Linked DNA regions of Mus musculus: all the other regions are linked to region 1. Evidence: chromatin contacts called from public Hi-C data. All regions are on one chromosome and are shown on one strand. The core of a region is the stretch at or near the end of the contact, and the rest is flanking DNA. Distances in the headings are between cores, read along the strand shown.

Evidence for each region. Hi-C and Micro-C count contacts between places; a contact is called where the count stands out from the background.
Region 2: a Hi-C map of cortical neurons shows a contact between it and region 1, with 1.6 times the contacts expected there. The contact joins the enhancer-like site here to the promoter of Kcnab1 in region 1. A contact is called at or near these places in 2 of 39 promoter capture datasets (the 3T3-L1 cell line and neural stem cells), 1 of 15 datasets of contacts at CTCF or cohesin (the NIH/3T3 cell line), 8 of 484 Hi-C or Micro-C datasets (the AML12 cell line, cerebellar granule neurons, cerebral cortex and 2 more) and 3 of 9 other capture datasets (adipose tissue, liver and pancreatic islet).
Region 3: a contact with region 1 is called in a Hi-C map of cerebellar granule neurons, with 2.0 times the contacts expected there. The contact joins the enhancer-like site here to the promoter of Kcnab1 in region 1. A contact is called at or near these places in 1 of 39 promoter capture datasets (neural stem cells), 2 of 484 Hi-C or Micro-C datasets (cerebellar granule neurons and cortical neurons) and 2 of 115 datasets of contacts at active chromatin or transcription factors (embryonic stem cells and neural progenitor cells).

The regions. Positions count from the first base shown.
Region 1 is chr3:65,107,152-65,110,424 of GRCm38.p6, forward strand. Kcnab1 (potassium voltage-gated channel, shaker-related subfamily, beta member 1) reads left to right here and starts at 1,863. Exons shown (of 14, transcript NM_010597.5): 1 at 1,863-2,841. The coding sequence starts at 2,621.
Region 2 is chr3:65,172,977-65,176,420 of GRCm38.p6, forward strand. The region is part of intron 1 of Kcnab1 (potassium voltage-gated channel, shaker-related subfamily, beta member 1); the gene reads left to right. The region is part of intron 3 of A330015K06Rik (RIKEN cDNA A330015K06 gene); the gene reads right to left. Among named protein-coding and RNA genes, the nearest start is that of Kcnab1, 66 kb to the left of the region's middle. Within about 2 kb of position 1,780, at least 16 of the 459 cell types and tissues checked have an H3K27ac peak or open chromatin away from gene starts, as enhancers often do. A contact at or near this core is called in cerebellar granule neurons, cerebral cortex and cortical neurons, where this site is marked.
Region 3 is chr3:65,022,606-65,025,912 of GRCm38.p6, forward strand. It overlaps a transcript of Kcnab1 not described here. Among named protein-coding and RNA genes, the nearest start is that of Kcnab1, 85 kb to the right of the region's middle. Within about 2 kb of position 1,971, at least 1 of the 459 cell types and tissues checked has an H3K27ac peak or open chromatin away from gene starts, as enhancers often do. A contact at or near this core is called in cerebellar granule neurons, where this site is marked.

The DNA of each region.
Region 1 (3,273 bases), core at 613-3,112:
GCTAAACACCACACTGGTTAATATATCCAGGCCTCTTAGTCCATCCTATAAAGCCAGCAGCACTCTCAGCTGAACCCCTGCCCACCTCCCCTCCCCCAAAGCCAGTGGCCAAGTTAAAGTCCCTGGTTCCTGACCCCTCGGGTCTGAAGGGCATCACCTCCCTCTGTTGTTCCCAGCCTGCTTTTTTCCCACTTTCCTTTTCTAAAAGCTCTTTCTTTTGATTCCTCCCACTTCTTCCTCTTCTCATTTTGACTGCTTTCCCAATTCACGTTGATCATCTCCGATGAGCTGGCTTAGTGTGCAAAAATAAAGGTTCCTATGATCTGCTTCCTCTCTACCCACTGTTTATTCCAAAGATTAAAGAAAGGTACGTCCCAGTATTCCTGCCTGGGTGAAAAGAAGAGGTGCCCACTTAACCCTGCCACCCTCAGTCATCCTAAATATCCTCTGTTAATGAACATACTGATTTTCCTAAGGGAAAGAGTGAAAATATATAGAGGATCAAGAATTGGATGCCACAATGTGGTTTAAATCTTATCTTCAGGTTCAAAGTTGTTAAGAGTAATAATATCTTGAGTGGATCTCAACACAAGCACAGAGTCTCCTTGAGGATTTCACTTCTGCAACTTCATTTGCTTGGGCAGAAGTGGCCAGAGCAGCTGTTTTATTTATTAATTTATACAGGCAGGCTATGTCATCCGTGAACATGCTTCCCTGTACTCCTGATAATCAGATCAGACCCATGGGTCCTGCCACAGGGGAGTCCATACCTTTGGGAGGGCTGTTGAGTCTTCGTGTGCTTCCTGAAACTCTGGACATTGTCATGTGTCCCAGTAGCCAAGTCAGATTATAAGAGAAGCTCCACTGAAGTGTTGTAATGGATCGAAATGAAGAAATGTTCTCCAGGCTCCTGAAATTCATTCTTTTTTCATTCTGTTGTGCTTAGTGTGGGTACCACTCCCGTGGACACATAGAGTATGATTTTCAACATAATCAGTCTCTGAAGACCGAGTGCTTTGTCCTTCCCACCCAGATTGCCTGCTCCTTACGAACTGAGACACAGCTTCCTAAATTTCCCTCCATATTGATCTCTATTGCCAAGAACAGAGATGGATTCACAAATAGCGTTTGTTGTTTCTTCCTCCTTGACAGTGGGGTCTGTTGGGGATCACATTTAGAAAGAAGCTTTTGGAGAAGATATAATTTAACCAAATTCATAGGACGAGTTATTTCTCTCATACTTCAAATGGAGAGATGAATTATCAACTAATTGATAGTTTGGTCTGAGCAGGTTTCTTGAGCAGTTGCTCTGAATGGAACATCCAGCCAAACAAGAAATGCATCTTATATGGGTTCAGGCTCAGCTCACAGAACTTCTTGCTGCCCATCCCTGTGGCCATGACAATATATATGGATCCTGTTACTTTCCTGACCTGTTTCTCCCCCATTGCACCTACCCCCACCTGTATCCTCCAGCGGGGAGGACCCATTGCTCCCTGCAGCATCCCAGACGTCTCTACTCTGGTATTTTAAATAAATTTGCAGTACGTTAGCAGACCCCACTCCATCCAGACTGCACTGTGGCTTTTCAGGAAACTTCTAACTTATCTGCATAAGAAATAACATGCAGAGGGGATATGAACCCTGACAAGGCTAATATCTGAATTCCAAGCTGTGTTCCAGCAAGTCAGAAGAGCATTCACGTGTTAATCAGTAGTGTGCTGTTCTCAGAGCACCCCACTCAGCCTCCCCAACTCAGCCTTTTCAACTCCTGCGCTGCAGCAAAATTTGGTGGCATCTAGGCAGAGCCCCCTGATGGAACAGCCCTCCCAGTCCTGTTCCAGTAAGGAGTGGTCACAGTGATCTTTCCTTCCCACTGCACACAAAGGCAAGGCGCTCCTTAAAGGGACCTCCCAGCTCTTCTATGCAGTCGCTAACCAAGTAAGTGCTGGCTCAGGAGACCCAGCTTTTGCCCGAGGATGAGTGGGGAGGGGTCTTGAGAAGCCTCCACCTCCGCATTCTCCTAAGCACAGGAGCGAGGTAGTTGGCAGGCATAGTGGATGGAGACCACGGGTCCGCGGGGTCCTGCTTGCTGTGAGCTGCTTCTTGGGATGCTCCTCTCCAGTTGAGCCTCCTGCCTGTGATCCAGAGGGTGCTAGCAGCGCATCTTGCGGTATGCCTGCGTTGCTTTGAGCCAGCGCCCAGAAACCAGCCCTCTGCATTCAGGCACCTCGGACTGGCTCCAGGCAGGGCTGTGTGCAGTCACCATGAATGCTCAGCTCTAGGCTTCTGCACCAGCCTCCTGACCACATGGATCTGGCTGTTTAATCAGCCGAGATCACAGCCTGGGAAGATTGGAGAGGCTGATTCGCGCTCCAGCTGCCGAGGCAACTTCCAGCTTGGCTGTTTACTTCTTTGGGTCCCGGGGACTCTGTCCTGCCCCTCAGCCTCTTCTGCCACTGTGTGGGTCCTGAAGTCAGCTGCTGGGACTCCTCTGAAGGCATCCAGGAAGGGGGGCAAGAGGGGTTAAAAGACAGCCGAAATCCCCCCAACTGCTCACCCTCTGCCGACCGCCTGTGTTGTGGGGTTCTGAGAGGACCTTGCTCTGTCCTGGGAAGCAATGCAAGTCTCCATAGCCTGCACAGAGCACAATTTGAAGAGTCGAAATGGTGAGGACCGACTTCTGAGCAAGCAGAGCTCCAACGCCCCCAATGTGGTGAACGCAGCCCGGGCCAAATTCCGCACTGTCGCTATCATCGCTCGCAGCCTGGGGACCTTCACCCCTCAGCATCACATTTCTCTCAAAGAGTCCACCGCAAAGCAGACTGGCATGAAATATAGGTATGGTGAGGTCCCTCTGCCCGGGGTTTCTGTGTTCTTTGACGGTTCAGCCAGGCAGTTGTTCCTGTTTGAAAGTGACTTAACTCAGCGCTTGTTTGCTTAATTTAGAATTCTCAGGTGTTTGCTTTGAAATTAGCCTTTTGTGGGGGGAGAGCTGAAAAGGGCCAAGCTGCTGTGCATGCACAAGTGCGATCTTTAAGATGTGGCCCATTTTTTTATATTCTAAGTGTTACGAACACCTTAGGACCATAATGAGTTCCAGAGAGCGGAGAAAACACACCTAAGAGCTAGGAACTCTTTTCTACTAGGACAGTTTGTCAAGAGCAGAAGTGTTTGTCCTGCTTGATGCACAGGCTGTCGATTCTACGCTTATGCTTTTCAGAATAGTTTCCCATCCCACGCTGCACTCTTCCCTTTGAGAGACCGAGGGAA
Region 2 (3,444 bases), core at 530-3,029, 66 kb after region 1:
ATCATTGATGAGAAACTGAGTCGCAGACAGAGACTTGGGAGGACCAGGCTTGTGCTATTTCATACCATAAGAGATTCCGGCACCAGTTAGCATGCAGGATACAGAGACGTATTTTTCATAGCATTGCCTTGCTTCTGTGAGAAGACACGTTGAACCTGCTCTTAAAGAGACTAGAAACTCCCATCAATCACGTTGTTTCACAGGTTCCCATGACAACTAATTGGGAGATTTCTGAGTAGCATTTGTGTTTCAAGCATTATTTTCTAGCTCATCAAACTTGTGATTTTTCTCAGCACTCACATTATCCTTGTATACATTAAACTAGCTGGTGATTCAGGAGATTTCCAAGGGAGACTGTTTACATGCAAGTATTATGGATCTCACAGGAATAATCAATGGAATTCGCACACAGAGATGGTAGTTAGGGGTCTTGTCCTTTATTTTTTAATTTTAGATTTTTTTAAAAACTATATCAGCATCATCTAGCAAAGGTGTCAGACAGTGTTCCAGACACTGTGGAGTTAGAGGGAACAGGACATACAGAACCTCTTTGTCCTAGGTACAAACCAACAGAAACAAACACAATAATAAAATAAATGGAAGAGGCTGTAATAAGAGCTCCAAGTTGGGGTCGGGAGGGACACCACATGAGATAGATCTAACTCGGGCCTAAACCGAATAACTAGTCAAGGGTAGAGGCAGACAGTCAATACACAGAAATTGCAGAGGTCACAGATGGGAGAACTGCTTCTGTAGAGGGAGAAAGAGACCAGACAAGGGACGTCTGCAGTCATCCAGGCAAGAGCTGTGGGCTGTCCAGTTAGAGCAGTGACAGGAAAGCCAAGAGACAGTGGACATGGATACACGGTGAAGATGGGGCTGCCTTATGTTTGGAAAAAAATGGGTGCGAGACATTGAGAAACTGGCTCTGCTCATGTTTCTAGCCTGTGTGTTTTGGGGGGGGGGGTCATTTGGGTATAGTCATGCCATTTATACCCGGATCTAAGGATCACAGCAGAGGAGGGGTCTAGTCTCACAAAACTACTGAGGTATCGTCTGACTAAACTGCACTGTTATTGAGCTGTGGTGAATGCAGATGATCGGGGGTGGGGGTGGGGGGGCATGGAGCTGGGACTGTGTTGCCTCTGAGTGACAGGGAAGGAGCTCCTGCCTTCCTCCTCATTTCTGATGGGTCTCGCCATTTGCAAACTCTCAGTCAAAAATTTAACACTTGGAAGGAGGCTTTCCATCCAACATTCACCTCTAGACCATCCAGGTCCCTGCCCATGTGTGAGGCCCCTGAAGGTGAATGCTTTCGCCAACTTCTGCTGTTGGCTTACATGGGACATTACCAGATTACGTGATAGGGGTTGAGGATTTAGCTCAGCGGTAGACCATGGTCTTGAGTTCGAGGCCCAACACCGGTCTATGAAAGCTATGCACAGGGTTCATAGCAAGCTGTTGGTGAGTGAACCGAAATCCAACATGAAAAGATAGCACAGTGAGGGGAAAGCCTGTTCCGATCATTCAGGAGAGAACAGAGAGAAGAGAAACGGAAAAGCCTCTGGGGTCCTTTGAAAAAAAAATCTTACCGCAGACCCAGCAATGTTTCTGTTGCCCTCTGCTACACCGGTGTGACTTGCAGCCTGTCAGTCAGAGAAAGGCGTGAGCCACAGGACAGTTCCGTGGCAGCAGAAGGAAGCTCGAGGTTAGGGCGCATGCAGGTTTCCTGGGAACAGGCAGAGAGCTAGAGACTTATGAGCAGACACGGGCTTGCAGTCTCTGTTGCACGCCTGGCTGAGCCAAAGTTCTTGGCAGCCACCTGATGTTAATTAAAGCTCCAGTCTAGCTCCAACTTAACGCGTTCTCGCTGTGCTATTGCTCACCATCCCCTGGTTCCCCTTCGATTTTAAAGCCTCATTTGGGGCCTAGACAGTAGAGCACACTTTTGAGTCATATACAGAATGTCCCTAGCCCTTTGGAGGTAGAGGGGACTGGGGTTTTTAGTTATTAGAGAAGTTCCTCTCTCCCCACACCTCCCCTAATTGACCTCCTGACAAATAAGAGGCGCTGTGGTAGCTAAGCACCTCACTGTACCAGCTGAGCTGAGTGAGACCTGTCCTGTTCTTTATGCCTCTGTGTTATCTATCGTTCCATGGGCCTGTGAGACTTCAGCTCAGTGACTCTCCCTGCCCTTCCTCTAGAACAATACCTCTTTCTGGAGGATCCCCATGATGCAGAGGTAAGTTGGAGCTGAGCCACTGTTATTCCCATTCAGCCTTGAGTCTCTGTCAGTTCTGATCTTGTGACACGTTTCACCAGTGGAGTGTCCTTAGATTCTAGCTACCCTCTTATAGCTGGGTGCTGACTTGTGGTCTCTGTGCCACAGTAAGGCCATGGAGAACACCAGGAAGCTCTACCAGAATAAAAACCCATGGTGAGGGCTAGAGAACAGATGCTGTAGTAAGAGATAGAGGAGACACAGCTGCCTGGACCATGACATTGGCATCACTCTCCCTCCATCCCTATACAGATCTATGAGAGCATTGACCAGTTACCCATCACCTATGGCTCCTCTTAGACTCACATCAATGTCAAGCTGTCCCACTTCCCTCGGGTCTCTTCTTTCCCTGTTCTGAAGACTGCTATCTGGTGTCCTCTTTAAATCAGATTACCAATTCTTCAAAAGTTATTATTATCTCCCAAAGGGCTTCCTCTCCAAGTGTGCAAATGAGCGTCTGTGTATCTATTCTATGATCTCCTGATATTCCAGGCTGCTCAGACAGACAGAGAGACATTTCCCAACATCAGGAGGAAAACTCTGCATAGAGGGTACAGCTTTTCTTGGGGATAGCATCCCACCACCACCCACCAGCTGACCCTCACAAAGCCCTGCTGTCTATACTGTGCTCTGACTTGCTTCTTGGCTCCGTGATCAAGGTCATGTGTAGGCTGCCAGGAGCTGATCACGGAGCTGAGCCTCCCTTCCAGAAGCACACATGGCTAGCCAGACCCAGCCACCCAACAGAATGGGCATTCTACACTCCCACGTTCAACAAAGCTCTCTGAAGGTTCCAGCACGTATCCAAGAGGAGAACTCTGCTAAGAGCATGTTAAGCATTTCACCAAGCATAAATCTATGTCAGAAATAGAAGCATGTTGGTTAGATTTATGTCAGCTTGATTCAAGCCAGAGTTGTTCAAGAAGAATCTCAATTGTGAAGATGACTTCAGAAGACAGTGCTCCAGGTAAATCTATTGGACAATTTCTTGATTAACGATTGATGGAAGGGTTCAGCTCACTGTGAGTGTTGCTGCCCCCAAGTTGTAGAAAAACACAAACAACAAGTGATGAAGAGCAGGTCAGTAAACAGAGTTCCTCCATGGCGTCTCTATCCCTTCCCGCCTTGAGTTCCTGTCCTGAATGTCCTCAGTGATAGAGTGT
Region 3 (3,307 bases), core at 721-3,220, 84 kb before region 1:
GTTGCAATCAATCAAATAAAGTGTCCAGTACATTAAACACTATACTCATAATATAAAAATGTGTTTAAATACATACGCTCACGAAATTGAAGACAAGCTTTCTAGTACTTGTTGATTAAAATTTTACTATGGCATGTAATATACATCTTTCAAGGACAGGATAGGAAATACCTGCTATCAAAATGTATAAACAATATGGAACTCAACGTGTGGATTGACTATGTACCAAGGCATATAGGTTAACAGAATGGGGGGGTGTTAGTCATGTCCTTTTCTTTTTATCATGTTCCCATAATAATCCTGAAGTAAAGGAGCCTTTTGGAAAGGTGTAGCATTTGACCAAATGTTAAGCCAAAGCAACCTTAAAACAATAAATTTTAAGCTTTAAGTACAAGTGTACCAGAGAATGATTGAAATTGGCATATAAGTTGTAAGATTCATTAATCAAAAGCATCAGTAAGATCATGCCATGAAATTCCCATCACCTTGGTGCCACAAATGCTTTGCTAGATTTCTCAGGCAATTTCTCAAAGTGCAATTATGATGAGCATAATGATGGACTTGATGTCTACACCCTGGTGGTGCCATGTAGTATTCTGCATAGTGATGTCATAGCCGTCTTAGTTTATGTAAGTACACACAATGAGACTTGGTTAGCAAGTCACATATTGATGCCTTTCTTGGGTGTTCCATCATCAGTTGACCCTTGACTGTGGCAAGAGTCCTTTTCTTCCACCCATGTTCTTCCCCAAAATCCCCAGGTCCCCAGTTTGCCATCCTCACCCTTTTCTACCAGTAAGACCAGAAGACTGAATTTTCCCCTGTTCTTTATTAAACATAAAAATACTTAGGTCCAAATATAACTTATCCTTCTTTTACAGAAATCAATGTGTCCTCATGACAGTTCAAAAGGCACAAGAAGCTTTAGAAATACAAAAAAGAATCAATTTAGGCCATTTCTAAATAGAGCTGGTTACTTATAAACTACAAGTAGGAATTAAAGAAGTTAAATAACCAATATTCCTGGAGCAACTACATGTCTGCCAGATGACTGGGCTACTAAACCTGTGAGCAGTTGTTTTTTGGGTTTTTTTGTTTTGTTTTGTTTTTATTTTTTGGCAAAATGGGGACAATAGTACTGATGAACCCACGGACTTTCTAGGATTAACATGAAGGCCTACTAAGGTAATGTCTGGGAAATAAGAATGACTTTCAAGGAATATTTTGATAATTAAAAACCTATAGTACTGCGATAATATAAACATGTAAATCCTTCATAACATAGGAAAGGGATCCTGAATTGAGGATTTCTGCCTTTGTAGGGATTTGAAGAGATGGAATCACGTTTTTTTTTTTTAGATCACAGATGAGGAGCCTTTAAGCATGAGATCAGGAGCATGAAGCAAAGGCCTCAGGGCATCTGCTGGTCAAGCAAGGGCTGCCAAGACCACCAGCAGCCTTACAGGCATTCCATGGCTTTCAATGTCAGCACTCCAGCAGGGGTCAGCAGGATCTGTCACCAGGTACACTATCTTTCCAATCTGGCAATGAAAATAATCTTTCATCCCAGGGCCAATTTGCTCTTCAAAACAACAGCCCTAGGCCTTTTTCACACTGGCTGCTCCTTTGCGTAAAATCCATAAACAAGGATTTTTAAGTTTTTAATGAGTCAAATTTTAAAAACACAAAATGGAATCATTGTAAGTAAAGAAAGGTCTCAGAGTCAGTCAGAGGTTGACTGATGTACCTAGGTTCTTATACCTGGTGAGGGATAAACGTAATGAAATTTTAAAATGCTGTTTCAAGAGTTGCCATCTGTTAGTAATATTTCCTTTTGTTGCATTTGTGTTTCTCCTAATTTACATTCCATCTCTTGCTCATTTAATGTTCTTTCGATGGAAAAAAACTGCAGGTACACTCTCAGGTACCATCTGAGGTAAGCCTCAAGACCTTGAAGTGAATGGGATGCAATGCAGAACTCTGACTCTCCAAATGTCTCTCCTCTGACTGACTAAAACTGAAAGCTTTATCATTAGAGATTCTTCCCTCTGGAATAGCTTTACCGGGCCCATTCCAACATCTCCAGTTAACCACCAGAAGCTTTCAGTCACTGTAAATGATGATGCATTACCTAAAACTTTATAATAACTGTGATTACACAGTGTATCTTCTATAGGGGAAGATTCTGACAACTTTGACTCAGATTAATGATTTTGAGGTTCATTCTGGCTGCTGCATTTAGTATGAATTCATCCTAGGGCCTATAGGAACTTAGTATCATCATCATCATCATCATCATCCTCTTCTCCCTCCTCCTCCCCCTTCTCTTCCTTCTCCTTCTTCTTTGACAAAAATTTCATTGTTGTTTTTTTCTCATATATTACATCCTGGCTACAATTTTCCCTCCCTCCCCTCCCCCCAGTCCTCACATCTCCCCTTTTCCCAAGATCCACACCCACTTTATCTCCCCTCAAAAAAAAAATATAATAAAGCAGACTTCCAAGGACATCCATCAACCAGATATAGCATAACAAGCTACAAGATCAGGTACATAGTCTCACAACAAGGCTGAATGAGGCAACCCAGTAAGAGGAAAAGGGCCCCAAAGGCAGGCAAATGCGTCAGAGACAGCCCCCATTCCCACAGTTAGGAATCCCAAAACCACAGCTACACAACCATAACATATGTGCAGAGGACCTAGGCCAGCACCATACAGACTCCCTGATTTCTGTGAGCACACTTGAGTCCCTGTTATTCTGTGAGTCATCTTATGGTATCCTTGATCCCACTACCTCTTCCAATCCTTCCTCCCCCTCCCCATTGAGGACTCCTCAAGATCTGCCTAATATTTGGCTATAGGATTCTGCATCTTTGAAATTTGCTGGCAAATGGATGAAAAACTAGAAAATATCATCCTGGGTTAGGTAACCCAAACTCAGACAGACAAACATGTTATACACGCACTTATAAGTGGATATTAGCTGTAAAGTAAAAGATAATCATGTTCCAATCTACAGACTCAGAGAGGCTAAGTAACAAGGAGGGCTTAAGTGGGGACAAAGAATAACCTGGGAAGGGAAAATAGAGTAGATTTCAAGGGTGGATGGGGTGGGTGGAGATGGGAAAAGGACGGATCAGGCTGTAGGGGATTGGGGGAGAGAATATTGGGAAAGATAACTGGTGTTGGTGTGGGTGGGGGAGGGATGCATTTTTGAGAGTGAGGTAGAAATCTAGTGCAATGGAAACTCCATGGAATCTACAAGGGTAACATTAGAGATAACTCCTAGTAATTGGGGACTTGGAGTCT